Linked DNA regions of Mus musculus: regions 1 and 2 are each linked to region 3. Evidence: chromatin contacts called from public promoter capture Hi-C data. All regions are on one chromosome and are shown on one strand. The core of a region is the stretch at or near the end of the contact, and the rest is flanking DNA. Distances in the headings are between cores, read along the strand shown. Region 1 holds the start of Ppp1r35 (protein phosphatase 1, regulatory subunit 35). Region 2 holds the start of Ephb4 (Eph receptor B4). Region 3 holds the start of Actl6b (actin-like 6B).

The links. Capture Hi-C pulls out chosen DNA fragments and counts their contacts.
Region 1: a promoter capture Hi-C map of adipose tissue shows a contact between it and region 3. The contact joins the promoter of Ppp1r35 here to the promoter of Actl6b in region 3. A contact is called at or near these places in 15 of 39 promoter capture datasets (3T3-L1-derived adipocytes, the C10 cell line, the HPC-7 cell line and 9 more), 1 of 15 datasets of contacts at CTCF or cohesin (large pre-B cells), 2 of 484 Hi-C or Micro-C datasets (bone marrow-derived macrophages and nephron progenitors), 15 of 115 datasets of contacts at active chromatin or transcription factors (the 230-238 cell line, acute myeloid leukemia, bone marrow-derived macrophages and 10 more) and 5 of 9 other capture datasets (adipose tissue, embryonic stem cells, liver and 2 more).
Region 2: a promoter capture Hi-C map of adipose tissue shows a contact between it and region 3. The contact joins the promoter of Ephb4 here to the promoter of Actl6b in region 3. A contact is called at or near these places in 2 of 484 Hi-C or Micro-C datasets (B cells and embryonic stem cells), 1 of 115 datasets of contacts at active chromatin or transcription factors (embryonic stem cells) and 1 of 9 other capture datasets (adipose tissue).

What each region holds. Positions count from the first base shown.
Region 1 is chr5:137,777,305-137,782,218 of GRCm38.p6, forward strand. It overlaps Ppp1r35 (protein phosphatase 1, regulatory subunit 35), which reads left to right and starts at 1,600. Exons shown (of 4, transcript NM_027242.5): 1 at 1,600-1,917; 2 at 1,998-2,241; 3 at 2,322-2,458; 4 at 2,550-2,803. The coding sequence starts at 1,690. The coding sequence ends at 2,723. It overlaps Mepce (methylphosphate capping enzyme), which reads right to left. Exons shown (of 4, transcript NM_144913.3): 4 at 4,602-4,914.
Region 2 is chr5:137,347,170-137,351,536 of GRCm38.p6, forward strand. It overlaps Ephb4 (Eph receptor B4), which reads left to right and starts at 2,940. Exons shown (of 17, transcript NM_010144.6): 1 at 2,940-3,480. The coding sequence starts at 3,429. It overlaps Gm52791 (a long non-coding RNA gene), which reads right to left and starts at 2,883. Exons shown (of 3, transcript XR_003955817.1): 1 at 1,910-2,883; 2 at 763-897; 3 at 431-669.
Region 3 is chr5:137,551,445-137,556,344 of GRCm38.p6, forward strand. It overlaps Actl6b (actin-like 6B), which reads left to right and starts at 2,102. Exons shown (of 14, transcript NM_031404.5): 1 at 2,102-2,215; 2 at 2,620-2,696; 3 at 3,069-3,234; 4 at 3,552-3,652. The coding sequence starts at 2,191.

The sequences.
Region 1 (4,914 bases), core at 350-2,849, 230 kb after region 3:
CATACACACACACACACCATTCATTGCCCAGGTCTTGTATTTGACCTAACATCCTTGAAACTACCAGGTAAGTCTTTTTGAAAAGTACAAACAGCTTCCCCAGCCCAAAGGCTGACTCCTCCGAGGTCTGTAGCAGACGTGGCCTCTCTGCTCCGACCTGATGTTCCCAGCTGGGTGTTTGAGAGATAACCTTGATTTATGATTGTCTGTGTTCCTTGTTCATGTAAGAACTTTATGACCCCATTACCATATTTGGGTGTGGTATTTGGGGAGATCTGAATTTGTTTCTGGACTATAGTCGCTCTCCTTTTGGTTTCACCAGAAATGATCTTATTACCTTTAAGGTTCCAGCTGTGTTTTGCATTATAAGGAGAAACCCTCTTAGTCACAGGAGTTACAGGCTTATCCAAATGCAGACTCCGAGTACTGGTCACCTGCCTTCACAACCATCAGCATTAGCTGCCGGCTTTCTTTTAATGCGTATGTGCTAAATGAATGCTGCACATCTGTGTGTGTAGGTGCAGTCTCCCCATTTATGTGTGTGTGTGTAGAGGCCAGAAATGAACATCAAGGTGTCTTCCTCTATCACTGCCCACCTTATTTGTTAAGGCAGGGACTCGATGTGAGCCTGGAGCTCCATGTTTTGGCTAGGTTGGCTGGCCATTGAGCCCCGGGGGTTATTGGGTTTTACACAGATGCAGACGCAGGGGATCCAAACTCAGATTCTTTCTTATTCGTTCCTTTCCTTTGTTTTTGCTTTTCAAGACAGGGTTTCTCTGTGTAGCCCTGACTGTCCTGGAACTCACTCCGTAGACCAGGCTGGCTTCGAACTCAGAAATCCGCCTGCCTCTGCCTCCCAAGTGCTGGGATTAAAGGCGTGTGCCACCACGGCCCAGCTGCTTCTAACTCCTAAGCCGTCATTGCTTTTTAAAAATGTCTCTGTGTGTTGTGTGTATGTGGTGGTGTGGTTTGGTGGACTGAGAGACTAGGATGTGGATTTTCCTTAGTCTAAGTGTGCATCAGAGGACAACAGAAAGGAGTCAGTTCTCTCCTTCCACCACGTGTGACCCTGGAATTGTCAGTCTTGATGGCAATCGCCTTTACCCTCTGAACCAACCCCCAGGATATGGATTTAAAATTAAGGCAATATTCCGTCAATTCCCTTAGTACTTCCTTATGCAAATATCAGAATCCAGGGATTTTGCAACGAATCTGCTTCCACGTACAGGGAAGATTTGATCGGCGTTCAAAAATGACCAAAACCTTCAGGAAGGGGGGTGGGGGCGCCACTCGGGACCTCTAGATGCGAGAGCAGCGAGGATATTGTTACAGTGAAAGAGGACTAACGCTTTAATCCCAGAACAAATGAGCATTAGAGTCTGACAGGCAAAGACGCCACACCCCCGTTCCCTAAGGAAAAGTAGTCTAGATAGGAATCCGTAGAGTACCTAGGGCACCGTCGCTCTAACGCCCCGCCTTAAAGGCGAAGTTAGCGTGTGAGGGCGGAAGTGCGTCCGGAAGCTGGAGGGCGGAGCGGTGGGAATGACGTCCAGGAGCGCCAATGGAGTGGCGCGGCGGGCGTGTCTTACTCCGGTGGGTAAGGGCTAACGGTTTCCGGTAGTGGTAGCCCCGGAGGGTGGGAGAAAAGAGGAGACCCCGCGTCCTGAAACCCCGAGCCTTTAGAACAAGATGATGGGCTTCGGGGCGTCTGCGTTAGAGTCCATTGAAGGCGAAGAGGCCCTGGAGGTCCCGGGGCCACCCCCGGAGCCGCGAGCCCCGGAACCCCGAGCCCCAGAGCCCGAGCCGGGCTTGGACTTGAGCCTTAGCCCGAGCCCGCTGCCCGAAAGTCCGAAGGCGCGGAAGAGCAGCCCGGGTCAGCGGAAGGGGCGGCGGGGCGGTAGCCGGAGGGGGCGGCAGGTGAGCGGCGTGAAGGCCCGGCCCCCCGCCCGCCGAGCGCCCCGGGATCTGCAGCTCACGGTTCCGCCCTCCACTCCCAGGTTCGTTTTCAACTGGCGCCGCCCTCCCCGGTGCGGTCCGAGCCGCTGCTGGTGGCCGGTGCACCGGGCGACGATCATGAGCTGGAGGCACCGGCCCTGCAGAGCAGCCTGGCTTTGAGTCTGGAGCTGCAGAACGCGCGCGCCGCTGTCGCCAGCGGCCAGTTTGATGCCTCCAAGGCGGTAGAGGAGCAGCTGAGAAAGTCGTTCCGGACCCGCTGTGCCCTGGAGGAGACCGTGGCGGAGGGTGAGGGGGGCAGGCGGCCGGCCGGGCGCGGTGGTCTGGGTGAAGGGCGATCCTCAGTCCCGCCTTCCCTGCGCTCGCAGGGTTGAACGTGCCGCGCTCTAAGCGACTCTACCGAGACCTGGTGAGTCTGCAGGTGCCCGAGGAGCAGGTACTGAACGCGGCGCTGAGGGAGAAGCTGGCGATGCTGCCACCGCAGCCCCGAGCCCCGCCCCTGAAGGTGAAGGAAGGGATGCAGGGACCTGGACATCCCTCTACCCCCTGGGCTCTCTTCCTCCACCTCGAGTGTAACCTGCTTCACCTTCCCATAGGAGGTGCTCGGGCCGGGCCCAGACATGACCATGCTGTGCAACCCAGATTCTCTGTGGTCCGAATCTCCGCACTTGACAGTGGATGGGCTGCCCCCACTAAGGCTTCAAGCCCGGCCCCGCCCTTCAGAAGATACCTTTCTCATGCATCGGATGCTGAGGCGCTGGGAAGCGTAGCCCTCATAACTCTGGAATGCTAGTCTGTAATTTTGTTAGTTTTTTTTTTTTTTATAATAGAATAAAATGTTTCCCCCCCTAAATTACCGAACTGTTCTTGGGAGTTTAGATAGGATTAAACTGCTTCAGGGTCTTCTACCCTTTTCCTGCCCCGACCCCCATGGCAAGTGGAAAGCACTGTCCCAAGTGTGGGGTCAGACCTTCCTCTCCATTTAAATCCCCAGCTTTAGTTATTAGAACTTGAGCCTTAGCCTGACACCGAGGCTCCAAGAATGTCCCAGCACTTGGGAGGCTGAGGCAGAAGGATTCTATGTCCAAGGACAGTCTGAGTTACACAAATTATTTTGATACGGTTTCAGGCAGGGTAGGTTCAGATGAGTGGTAGTACCTGGGGAAAGCATGTACAAAGCCCTAGGTTCAATCCCCAGAGTTGAGTGTGCAAGTGTGTAGTCAAACAGTAGTCAAAGTGTTTTAAATTCCACTTTGGCTGGGTGTGATGAACACTTGAGGTAGAGACAGAATCAGGAATTCCAGGCCAACCTAAGTTACCAAGTAACTGTGTCAAAACAACACTGCACACATACTGCTCTAGTTGTACAAACTATTATTTGTCTCTCTACATAGCTCTGGTTGTCTTGGAACTCATTATGTAGTCCGAGCTGATCTTAAACTCAGGAGACTTGCCTGTCTCTGCTTTCTGAGTGCTGGGACTAAAGGCATGTACCACTATACCTGGCTATTCAAATACTTCTGAGTAAAAAGTACTTACCCCAAATGTGGGTTTTAACACTTAATGATTGCTTCAAAGGAGACTGCTGGCTTCCATTCTTGTTGGGGACTAACAGGAGAGTGCTCAGTGTTTGTTCAAGGTTCCAGCTGCTCTTGACAAACTAATCAAGACCTTCATTTTGTAAAACATCCAAGCATCTCATTCCACCAAGGGTCCTGTAGCAGGTTTGTGGCTCTGGGCTATTAACTTTCTGGTTCCATTTTACCTCCACTGCCACCCACCCCTAAAGTTAGCCTGCCTCAAACTTCCATACACAAACACTTATCTGGAGTTTTCTTTTTTTTTTTGGTTTTTCGAGACAGGGTTTCTCTGTGTAGCCCTGGCTGTCCTGGAGCTCACTCTGTAGACCAGGCTGGCCTCGAAATCCGCCTGCCTCTGCCTCCCGAGTGCTGGGATTAAAGGCGTGCGCCACCACGCCCGGCTGGAGTTTTCTTTTGAGGAAGGTAATTTGGACCCACTACCATCTTAAGCATTGTGTAAGGGTACTGTACTGTCTAGTTTCTATCAACCTTGATGCAAGCTAGTCACCAGGAGGGAGCCTCAACTGAGAAAATGCTCTATGAGACAGTAGGCAAGCCTACAGAACATTTTAATTAGTAGTTGATGAGAAGGCCTGGCTCATTGTGGGTGGGGCCATCCCTGTGCTGGTGGTCCTGGGGTCTATAAGAAAGGCTGAGTAAGCCACAGGGGTAATTGAGTCAGCACCCCTTGATGTCTTTTACATGAGCCTTCTGGTCCTTGCCTTCCCCTGAGATGTGGAAGCATAAGCTGAGTAAACCTCTTCCCCAACTTTCTTTGGTCATGGTGTTTCACAGCAATAGTAACCCTAAGACAGGCACTAACAGTCTTCAAAACTAAACTATTGACTTCCCCAACGCTTACCTCTTTGAGACACTGAATCACTATGCAGTCAACCCAGGCCGGCCTCACACCTTGAGATCTTGCCTGTCTCTGCATCCCAAGTGCTGGCATAAAAAGGCCTATGTCCCACCACACCCAATAAAAACCACCCTAGAGGGACTAGGACGGGCAAAGGGAGAACATAGTCCTACTCGGAGGTACTACCGCTAGAAAGTGCTGGACACAGGTGCGGGGGCCACTGCCCTAGTTATCAAGTTTATTGTGCTGTTCTCACATTTCCAAACCCAGCTCCCTCCCACCGGGGGACAGCAGAAGGACTTTCACAGTACCTGTGTGTCTCCTTACCAAACTTCCCCTCTAACACCCTTAGTCCATCCATGGTCCATTTAAGTGCAGCTAGGAACAAAGGCTGAGGAGAAGCGGGAAGTCCCCTGAGAACAGGAGGAAGGGCCTGGAGAACTCGACATTCCCCCTTCCCCTGTCCCAGGTGGGCAGAGTCAGCAAACAGTCCATGCCATCCAGCCCAGCGGGCTAGGAGAG
Region 2 (4,367 bases), core at 1,690-4,189, 200 kb before region 3:
TTAGATGATTTTTTTCTAGATGACTCAGTTTTGTCTTATGTGCATGAGTGTTTTGCCTGCTTGCATGTCTATGCACCACATGTGTGCCTGGTGCCCACAGAGGTCCAAAGAGGGCATTGGAGCCTCTGGAACTGGAGTTATGGATGCTTGGGCACCAGCTCGTGGGTGCTAGGAATCAAACCCACGATGTCCTCTGTGAAAGCAACAGGTACCCTTCACGGCCGAGCCATCTCTTCAGTGCCTTTCAAAGTTTTTGTAATCCTATTTTTTTTTTTTTTTAAAGATTTATTTACTTATTTATTATACGTAAGTACACTGTAGCTGTCTTCAGACACACCAGAAGAGGGCATCAGATCTCATTATGGGTGGTTGTGAGCCACCATGTGGTTGCTGGGATTTGAACTCCAGACCTTCGGAAGAGCAGTCGGGTGCTCTTACCCACTGAGCCATCTCACCAGCCCGTAATCCTATTTTTTATTTGCATATTTATTGCGTTAGGAGAGAGCCAGTGAAGGCCACAGTGTCCATGTGGAGGTCACAGATGACAGACAACTTCTGGAAATCGGTTTTCTCCTTCCACTATGTTTACCTTGAAATTCAAACTCAAGTTGTCCGCTTTGGCAGCTGGCACTTCTACCACAGAGCCACGTCCCAGTTCCTCCAAGTCCCCTAACACCGAGAAGAAGAAGAAAAACAAAAAGGTTTGAGATTTGGTTGGGTCTTTGGGACAAACACTGATTTTGGGCTAATGGGAGTTCTCACCTGCAGCAGAAGGCTAAGCAACTCAGTGCTGGCAGCAGGAGTTTCTGGTGGTCCGGGAGTGGAAGGAATGACCTCACACACACAGGATAAATGGAGGGTGCTTCCTGACCCGGGGAGTAAAGATCTCGGGCGTCACTTGCATGGAAAAGGGAAATCACGGGATTTTCACCAGTGCGCGCTCTCTCTCTCTCTCTCTCTCTCTCTCTCTCTCTCTCTGTGTGTGTGTGTGTGTGTGTGTGTGTGTGTGTGTGTGTGTGTGTGTGTAAGACTTGCAATGTAGTCCAGTCTGGTTCCACTTTCCTCCCAAGTTGTGGGAGTATGACCACACTGGATCTGTGTAGGAATGGGATGGAACTCAGGGCTTTCTGGGTGCTAGAGAAACTGTTTACCAAATTCTCTACTGATAGCAGCAGAGAGGCCAGCCCAGGAGTCATTCTTACTGATACACTGTCTTTGGGTTTTCGGAATAATCTGATGGGCTCTTTCATCTTTTCAGCTGGGTCTCATCAACCGAACCCTCCTCCACGCCTGCCTCTGTCATCCAGGCTGCTTGTCTCTCCTCTATTGAGGCGTTAATCGTCTCTGCATACTAATGAATTGCTTATCCCACTAAATGTGAAAATTTTTAAGCAATCAAAGGCTTGAAGTGGGCTGCTGATGGTGGCTCCTAGGGTGAGAACAAGCCACGACTCAGAAATTCAGGGGGACCCGGATGCAGAATGATAGCTGCAAAAAAGGGGGTGTCTGTGGATAAGAGAAGGGGAGCCTGAGTCTGCGTGGGGAAGGAGGAGGGGACTCCCAGATCTAGCCGGTCAGCCTGGCTCCAGCCAAGCCGGCTGTTTCCTGCCCTGGCTGACCCCCCACCCCGGAGCGGGACCCAGGCAGGGCTGTGAGGAAGGGCAGGGGGTGGGGAGCACTACTTGCGCCAGGAAGATAAGTGCACGGGGACAAAAGGCCATCACGGGTCTCCCGCGCCCGCTGGTGTGTGTGTGCGCGCAGGCGGACAAGAGGTCATCACCGGTCTCCCGCGCCCGCTGGGGTGTGTGTGTGCGCCCTTAGGGTATTTGGCAGACTCCCAGGTGCCCCAGACTCCTACCTCAGAGTTTCCAGACCCTGTACTAATTACCTTAAATTAAAGTCTCCTTACCGCAGCCCTTAAAGGACCGACTTCGGGAACAGCACCTCTCTCATCCAACCATCCCGTGCCCCACACTCACAGTGCCCTGATGTAGATAGGAGGCCGTCTTTCCTGGACCCTCCCCTCAAACTGATGGATGAGAGGGGGTGCTAGCAAATGAGAGGAAGGGCCCTCCCAGCCATCCCGAGGGCCCCCAGGAGCCAGACAGGAAACAGCCTCAGGAAAGAGCCACAACGGTCCCTACCCCCGCCTTGGAGGTCAAGGCTGCAGGCGGCGGGGAAGTGTCCCCCTCCTTTAAAAAAATGAAATGAGGTGTTACGGAGATCCCTCACCCTCTCTGACACGCCTGCCTTTTATTTACATTTTCTATACTTTGGGTTTCAAACCACTTTCTCCAGCGTTAGGCTGCGCGCTCAGTGGATCTCCAGGACTTAACGAGCACGCACTGATTGTGTGAGCGCTCTCTCCGGAGATAGACAAGCTGGGATTATTGCTTGAGGAACGGAGGTCTGTTGGGAAGCTCTCCATACCCAAATGCAAAGTTTTAACCTTCTCCTCCCAAATGCAATCCCCTGCTCCAACTAGGTGGCAGGGGGCGCATCCAGATGTGGAATCTCAGGTCCCGCTGCAAGGTCAAAGCAGGCTTTGTGTGGGGGCATTCACATTTACGCACACATCTGTGAGGCCTGGTAGGTTCAGGTCAGTCCTGAGGATTCCTGGGCTACTGCCCCAACATGCACAATCAGGGGTAGTAGGCATGGGACACCCAGCACCCCTGGACAGTCCCTAAGTTCCACACATGCCGCCCCTCCCCCTCTTGCAAACTTTCTCCTAACTTCCCGACAGGCTCAGTTCGGGCGGCCCCCCCTCTCATGAATTATTCAGCAGCATAGGAGCCAATCAGCTCCCCGTGCACCCCCCCCTCCCAGAGAAACCCGGGCTCCAGGGTGTTGGGAGATGGGGCGGGGGGAAACTCTGACATGGGACTGTCTCCGCCTCCTATGCGCCCCTCCCTCCTAGGCCAGGCGCCGCCCGACTCAGTCTCGACTCGGCCCAGCCCTGGCCCAGCCTGTTTCCCTCCCTCCTGCTCGGTTCCCACTTTGGTTTCCACCTTCCTTGACCGCGACCGGCGCACTAACCCCGGCGGCGCGACATCCACCAACCACTCCAGGGAGCGAGAGAGACCGCGAGCAATCGGCCCACCCCAGCCAGCCAGGGCGGGACCCCCGAAGCCCCGAAGGGACCCCTAACTCTCAGCCACGTCCCGATCTCCGCCCGCCCAGCGACGGCCACTGCCAGGACGTCCCCCCTCAAGGCTGGCCTCCCCGCGCGCGCGCGCTGCGGCGGGGACGTGGGGGCCGCACCTGAGCGCGGGTGCCTGGCGCGCCCGCATGGGCCATCGTTGAGAGGCCCTCGACGGAAAGTCCCAGCAGCAGAGTCGGTGTGCACCCGCCCAGGGGAGGGTCAGACCTGGGGGGGCCAGGGCCCCCCAAACTCGGATCGCATTCAGCCAAAGTGAGGCGGCGCCATGGAGCTCCGAGCGCTGCTGTGCTGGGCTTCCCTCGCCACTGCTTTAGAAGGTGAGTTTTCTTGGGGTGCCCCCTGTTCTTGGGGTCCCCCAAAGTTGTGCCTCAGAGTGCAAAAGCTGGTCTCTCCCTATCCCAACTCCGGTACCCCTTAAACACTTCGGACCAATAGCACTAGAACGGGAGGGGGCGGGGAGGAGGCGGCCTGGCGGGGAGTGGGGTTTTTCTTTTGTTTGGGAAAGAGATGGAGTCGAGAGCTCAGACCCGGGACCTTCCCTTACCCAGCCTTCTAAATTCTCAGTCCTGATGCCAAAGGCCCATGACAGCCTTCCTTTTCCTGTCCACCCTAATGTTCAAAACTATCCCCCAAAGTTTTTATCCTCTCTCCACCTCTGGCTAAACTCCAGGGGAAAGTTCCTGAAGGGGCACTTGCAGGCGAGGCAGACCCCAGCTAGGCCGTAAAGCGACCCCCACCTCTGGTTCCCTAGCGTTCATTCACACCTGGACTCCACACCCCAGTCAGGATGGCCCCATCTGCAGCCCCACTCTCCAACTCCCAAATGGCTGGCCAGGCTACTGACCTCGTGCAGACTCTTTTCTTGTTTTTCTCAAGGCTGTACCCCAACCTTTTACATGCCATTTAGACCTCAACTTTTCCCAAGGCTGAGGCTTTCTTCCAGCCATGCAAGCCCGCAGAAACTGCCTAACACCGGCCTGTGTCGCCCTAATTCACCCCAGCTGGCCGCCTCCTAGCCCGCCTCAGATTTCTGGTTTTTTTTTTTTTTTTCCTTCTGTATTCCTCTCCAAATGCCTCTTCAGATCTGTGAGCCCCTAACTCCACAGTCCCTCTTGGGGCTGCACAGGACTCATAACCCCCTTTCCTGCCTCCCTAATCTCTTTTCAATGAATTTGGCTCCCCCACAACCTCCCTTGCTGCTTAG
Region 3 (4,900 bases), core at 852-3,351:
ACATAAACACGTATGCCTGGATTCATGAGTCACCTAGAGTCTCTTGGCCACTCCAGACTATCAAAGACATTCCTTAACCTTTACTGTCAAAATTGCTATGTCAGTGATGCCAGGGACCCATAAGAACCTAGGGACCTTTCAGAAAATGGACTTTGTGTGCACGTGTGGTGTTCTGTATGTACACACACAAGTGTTCAGTTGCACGAACACATATATGTATGTGTGTATCAAGGACAGAGCTCAATGTCAAGTGTCTTTCCCAGTCATTCTTTACCTTATTTTTTGAGACAGGGTCTCTCACTGATCCCAGAGCACATGGTTTCTGTGCGACTGGGCAGCCAGCAAGCCCCAGGGATCCTCCTGTCTCTACCTCCCCCACCCTGCAGGTACCAGCTGCCACACTTGGACTTTACAGGAGAGCCTGGGCTCCAAACGAAGGTCCTTGTGCTTTCCCAGTTAGGCATCTCTTCCACATCTCTTTTCCCTACTGTAGTTATTGAGACAAGTTCTCTCTAAGTCCTGTGTAGCACAGACCACTTCAAACTTACTATCCTGCCATAGCCTTCAAAATGCTGGAAAGACAGTGTTTGCCACTACACTCAGCAAAGAACAGGACTTCCTGGTGACTGACTTTAGACCACAGGTGTCTGTGTAGAGACATGGATCAAGAAGGCTAGCTAGAATGCTGAGAGCAGGAGAAATAATCTTCCCCAGGGAAGAACAAATCAGTACAAAACGGTCATCCCTGAAATCTCACGGCTGGAAAGGTGGCTCAGTGGTTAAGAGCACTGGCTGCTCTCTTCCGGAGGCTTTGGGTTCGATTCCCAAAACACATGGTGGCTCACAACCATCTGTAATGAGATTCGATGCCCTCTTCTGGTGTGTCCGAAGACAAACAGCGACAGTGTGCTCGTGTACATAAAATAAATAAATCTTTAAGTATATATACATATATATTATAATCTCAAAATTTAGAAATAGTAAAAAAGAAGGCTTGCTAGGTTAGCCAGGTGACTATATGTTAGCCATGAGCACTCACATGTTTATTATATGTTATGTACAAAGTCAAGAAGGAAAAATGGCCATCAGAAAGATGAAGGAAAGGGGCTGGAGATGCGGTTCATGTCTAACATGCTGAAGGCCTGGGTTCCATCCCCTGACCCTCATAAACTGGGGTGTTGGCATAGGCTTTGTAATCTTAGTACCCAGGAAGTGAAGGTAAAGAGACCACAAGTTCAAAGCCATCCTCATATATATATTAGTTTGAGTTTGGGCTACATGAGACCCTGTCTTAAATAAAAGAAAAGCCAGTTGTGGGCTGGGCAGTGGTGGCGCACGCTTTTAGTCCCAGCACTTGGGAGGCAGAGGCAGGCAGATTTCTAAGTTCGAGGCCAGCCTAGTCTACAGAGTGATTACCAGGACAGCCAGGACTACACAGAGAAACCCTGTCTCGAAAAAAAGAAAGAAAAGAAAGAAAGAAAGAAGGAAGGAAGGAAGGAAGGAAGGAAGGAAGGAAGGAAGGAAGGAAGGAAGGAAGAAAAAGGAAAATCTAGTCGTGTGCTGTACTGGAGGCAGCGGCATGGAAATCTCTCTGAGTTTGAGACCATTCTGGTCAAATAAATAAATAAATAAATAAGCCCAGAGACAAAGGTAAAAAGACACAGGAAGAGATGGAGAGGCATACTCCTCTGGTCCCTCAGTCTTCTCATCTCCTCATTTCTGTGATTGCATTTAGACTGAATGCGGTAGACTCTGGCTCAGGAGTCTGAGGATGGACATCTCTGGTTGAGAGGAGACCCCTCCCTCACCTACGTAAAAATATGAATAAATAAAAAAGACCAAGAAACGAGGGTCCCATGTCATCAGAAGGTCCCATTCCATCCGTTGCCCTGTGGAGTCCTCGTCTCCATCTCTTTCCTCTTTTCTCTGTGTCCATAGTCTTTGCAATTGGACCCTCGCCTCCTCCCAACCTCGGAATGAAGAAGCGGCTGTACCTTTAAAGCAGCGGCCCCCAGCCGGGTTATTGTCTCGCTTCATAACCAATCGGCCGCGCCGTTGGGGGCAGGGGATCCAGTGTTCTGATTGGCCGCCGCTGCGCCCCGCCCCGCCCGGGATCCCGGGAGCTGTCCGGCCGCCTCGGTGCTGATCCCGCCGCCGCCCACGGGCCGCGAGCAGCGTAGAGAGGGCACTATGAGCGGGGGCGTCTACGGCGGAGGTGAGCCGGCCTGGGGCACTGGGCTCTCGGCCTGGTCTACAGCCCTGCATCCCGAACCCGCGCGTCCCAAGCCCTGAGCATCCCTGGGCCTGTCACCTCCGTACTGCATCAGGTCCAGTCTGAGGTTTGGGTCTCCCACTACTTCTGCTTTCCATTCTCTTGGGGTTCCCAAGTGTACACTGCCTCTCGGGCCCTGGACCTTTCTTTTCCCTGCCAGGCCGCTAGGCAAGAGGGAACTCTGGTGGCTTTGACCCTCTACTTCCAGAACGCCCTGAAGTCCAGGTGGATCTCCCACCCACTCCCCGCTGAAGTTTAAACTGTGGCTATAACCCCAGAATCCTCTCCAAGCTATATAGGGAGACAGTTTGGGAGAGGTCTCCTCACAAGCCTGTCTCCTTGCACAGATGAGGTGGGGGCGCTCGTCTTTGACATTGGCTCTTTCTCAGTCCGAGCTGGGTACGCTGGGGAGGACTGCCCCAAGGTGAGCCTTCCAGTCCCCTCCCCAAATCCCAGGGGCTCGGACACCCTCTGCCAGGCGGGTCGGCCTATGAACAAATGCGCACAGGTCAATTCAAGTAGCTCACCTGAGTGGAGACAGGGGAAGGACCCCGGGGGTGGCTGAGGGCCTTGAGTGCAATTGAACCAGGGACTAGCAGGGATGATCCAGCTGGGCAGGGTAGTGCGTTCCTTTAAATCCCATCACTCTGGACGCAGAGACATGCAGATCTCTGTAAGTTCAAGTCCAGCCTGGTCTACAGCGACAGTTCCAGGCCAGCCAGAGGTTCACAGTGAGAGCCTGTCTCCAAAAAAGAAGGGAATAATCTAGCTCCCTGCTCATGTTCCTTGTAACCAGGCTGACTTCCCCACCACTGTGGGGCTGCTGGCCGCAGAAGAGGGGGGCGGGCTGGAGCTGGAGGGGGAGAAAGAGAAGAAAGGGAAGATTTTCCACATCGACACCAATGCCCTGCACGTGCCTCGGGATGGAGCGGAGGTCATGTCGCCCCTCAAGAATGGCATGAGTAAGGGACCCTCACCCACTACTTTCTGAAACAGACTGGGAGCCCCACGCCCAGTGTGTGGCTGCCGATCTCCATACCCACAGAACCTTGCTTGCTGCTGCCCAAGTCCCAAGGGTCTCACTGTTCCCTACAACTGCTGGGATTTCAGACCAGTTCCCCTAGAATTCTGGAACTTAAGGGGGGTGGTGCTTGTAAGCAGAAGTTGGACTCACCTACCTTCAGACTTGGCCTCCCTCCTTCCTTTACTTCCTGTCTCTGATCCTTGCCTTCCTTCCCACCTTCCCATCTATCTCTCCACGCTGGTCCTCTGTCCCTAGTTGAGGACTGGGAGTGCTTCCGAGCCATCCTGGATCATACCTACAGCAAACATGTCAAGTCCGAGCCAAACCTGCACCCAGTACTCATGTCGGAGGCTCCGGTGAGTGCCTCATCCAGACCCACGTCCAGCCCTGAGTCCCTGGAGACACATCCTTTCTGCCATCACCTCTAATGTGGAGTCGCTACTATCTGTCACTTCCCTTCCCTTTCCAGATTCGTCCTGCTCACACTGTCATCTTCTGTCACCTCCCTTCCTCCCTGGCTTACCCTCCATCCCGCCTTCTCTCTTCCAGCTCCATCCACTCCATTGCCCTGCGTTGTTCACACACACATTTTTTGGTCCATGTTATACATATATATGAATATTACCAATGTAGCTAAGTTGTGAGAGATCTTGCCTGGCATGCAAAAGGTTCTGGGTTCAAGCCTCGCTACTGAAGGGGGGAGGGGAAGTTACAGTTGTAATCCAAGCACTCAGGAGGTAGAAGCAGAAGGATCAGCAATTTAAATCAATATTCAACTACATAGTGAGTTCCAGGACAGTTGTGACTACATAGAGGCAGCCACCAGTTAACAATAGGTCCTCTGCTAGGGGTAGGATTTAAATGGATCATTTCATGCTAGGATTTCAGTTTGGATATATATATATATATATATTGTTTGCCCGTTTTATTGTTTGTTTGCTTATTTATTTGTGTGTGCACACACACATATGGCAAGGGACAAATTGCAGGTTCTCTCCTTTCTCCTGTGTATTCTGAGATTAAACTCAGGTGGTCTTGCTTGGTGGCAAATGTCTTCACCTACTGAGTTCTCTTGCCAGCTCCATTTGTCTGTTTCTGAGACAAGCTCTCCCTGTGTAGCTCATGCTGGCCTCAGACTTGAGATCCTCCTGAGGGCTGTGCTGACTGGTGAACACCACCAGATCTCACCCTATCCATATTTCTAAACATCACATATGTGCAATGCCCATGGAGACCAGGAGAGGACATCAGAGCCCATGGAACTAGAGCTAGAGGCCACCCACTGTGGGTGCTGGGAACTGAACTCGGGTCTTGCCAAGACCAAAGAGTACTCTTAACCACTGAGCCATCTCTCCAGCCCCTTTCTGTGTTTGTTTGTTTTGCTTTGTTGTTTGATTTTTTTTTTTTTTTGAGACAGTGTTTCTTTGGGTAGCCATGGCTGTCCTGAGATTAGCTTTGTAGACCAGGCTGGCCTTGAACTTACAGACATCTGTCTGTCTCTGCCTCCTGAGTGCTTGGATCAAAGGCATGTGTTACCATTGCCTAGCTCTCTGCATTTGAAAAACTGACATATTATTTTTGGTATGTGTGTGTGTTGTTTGTGT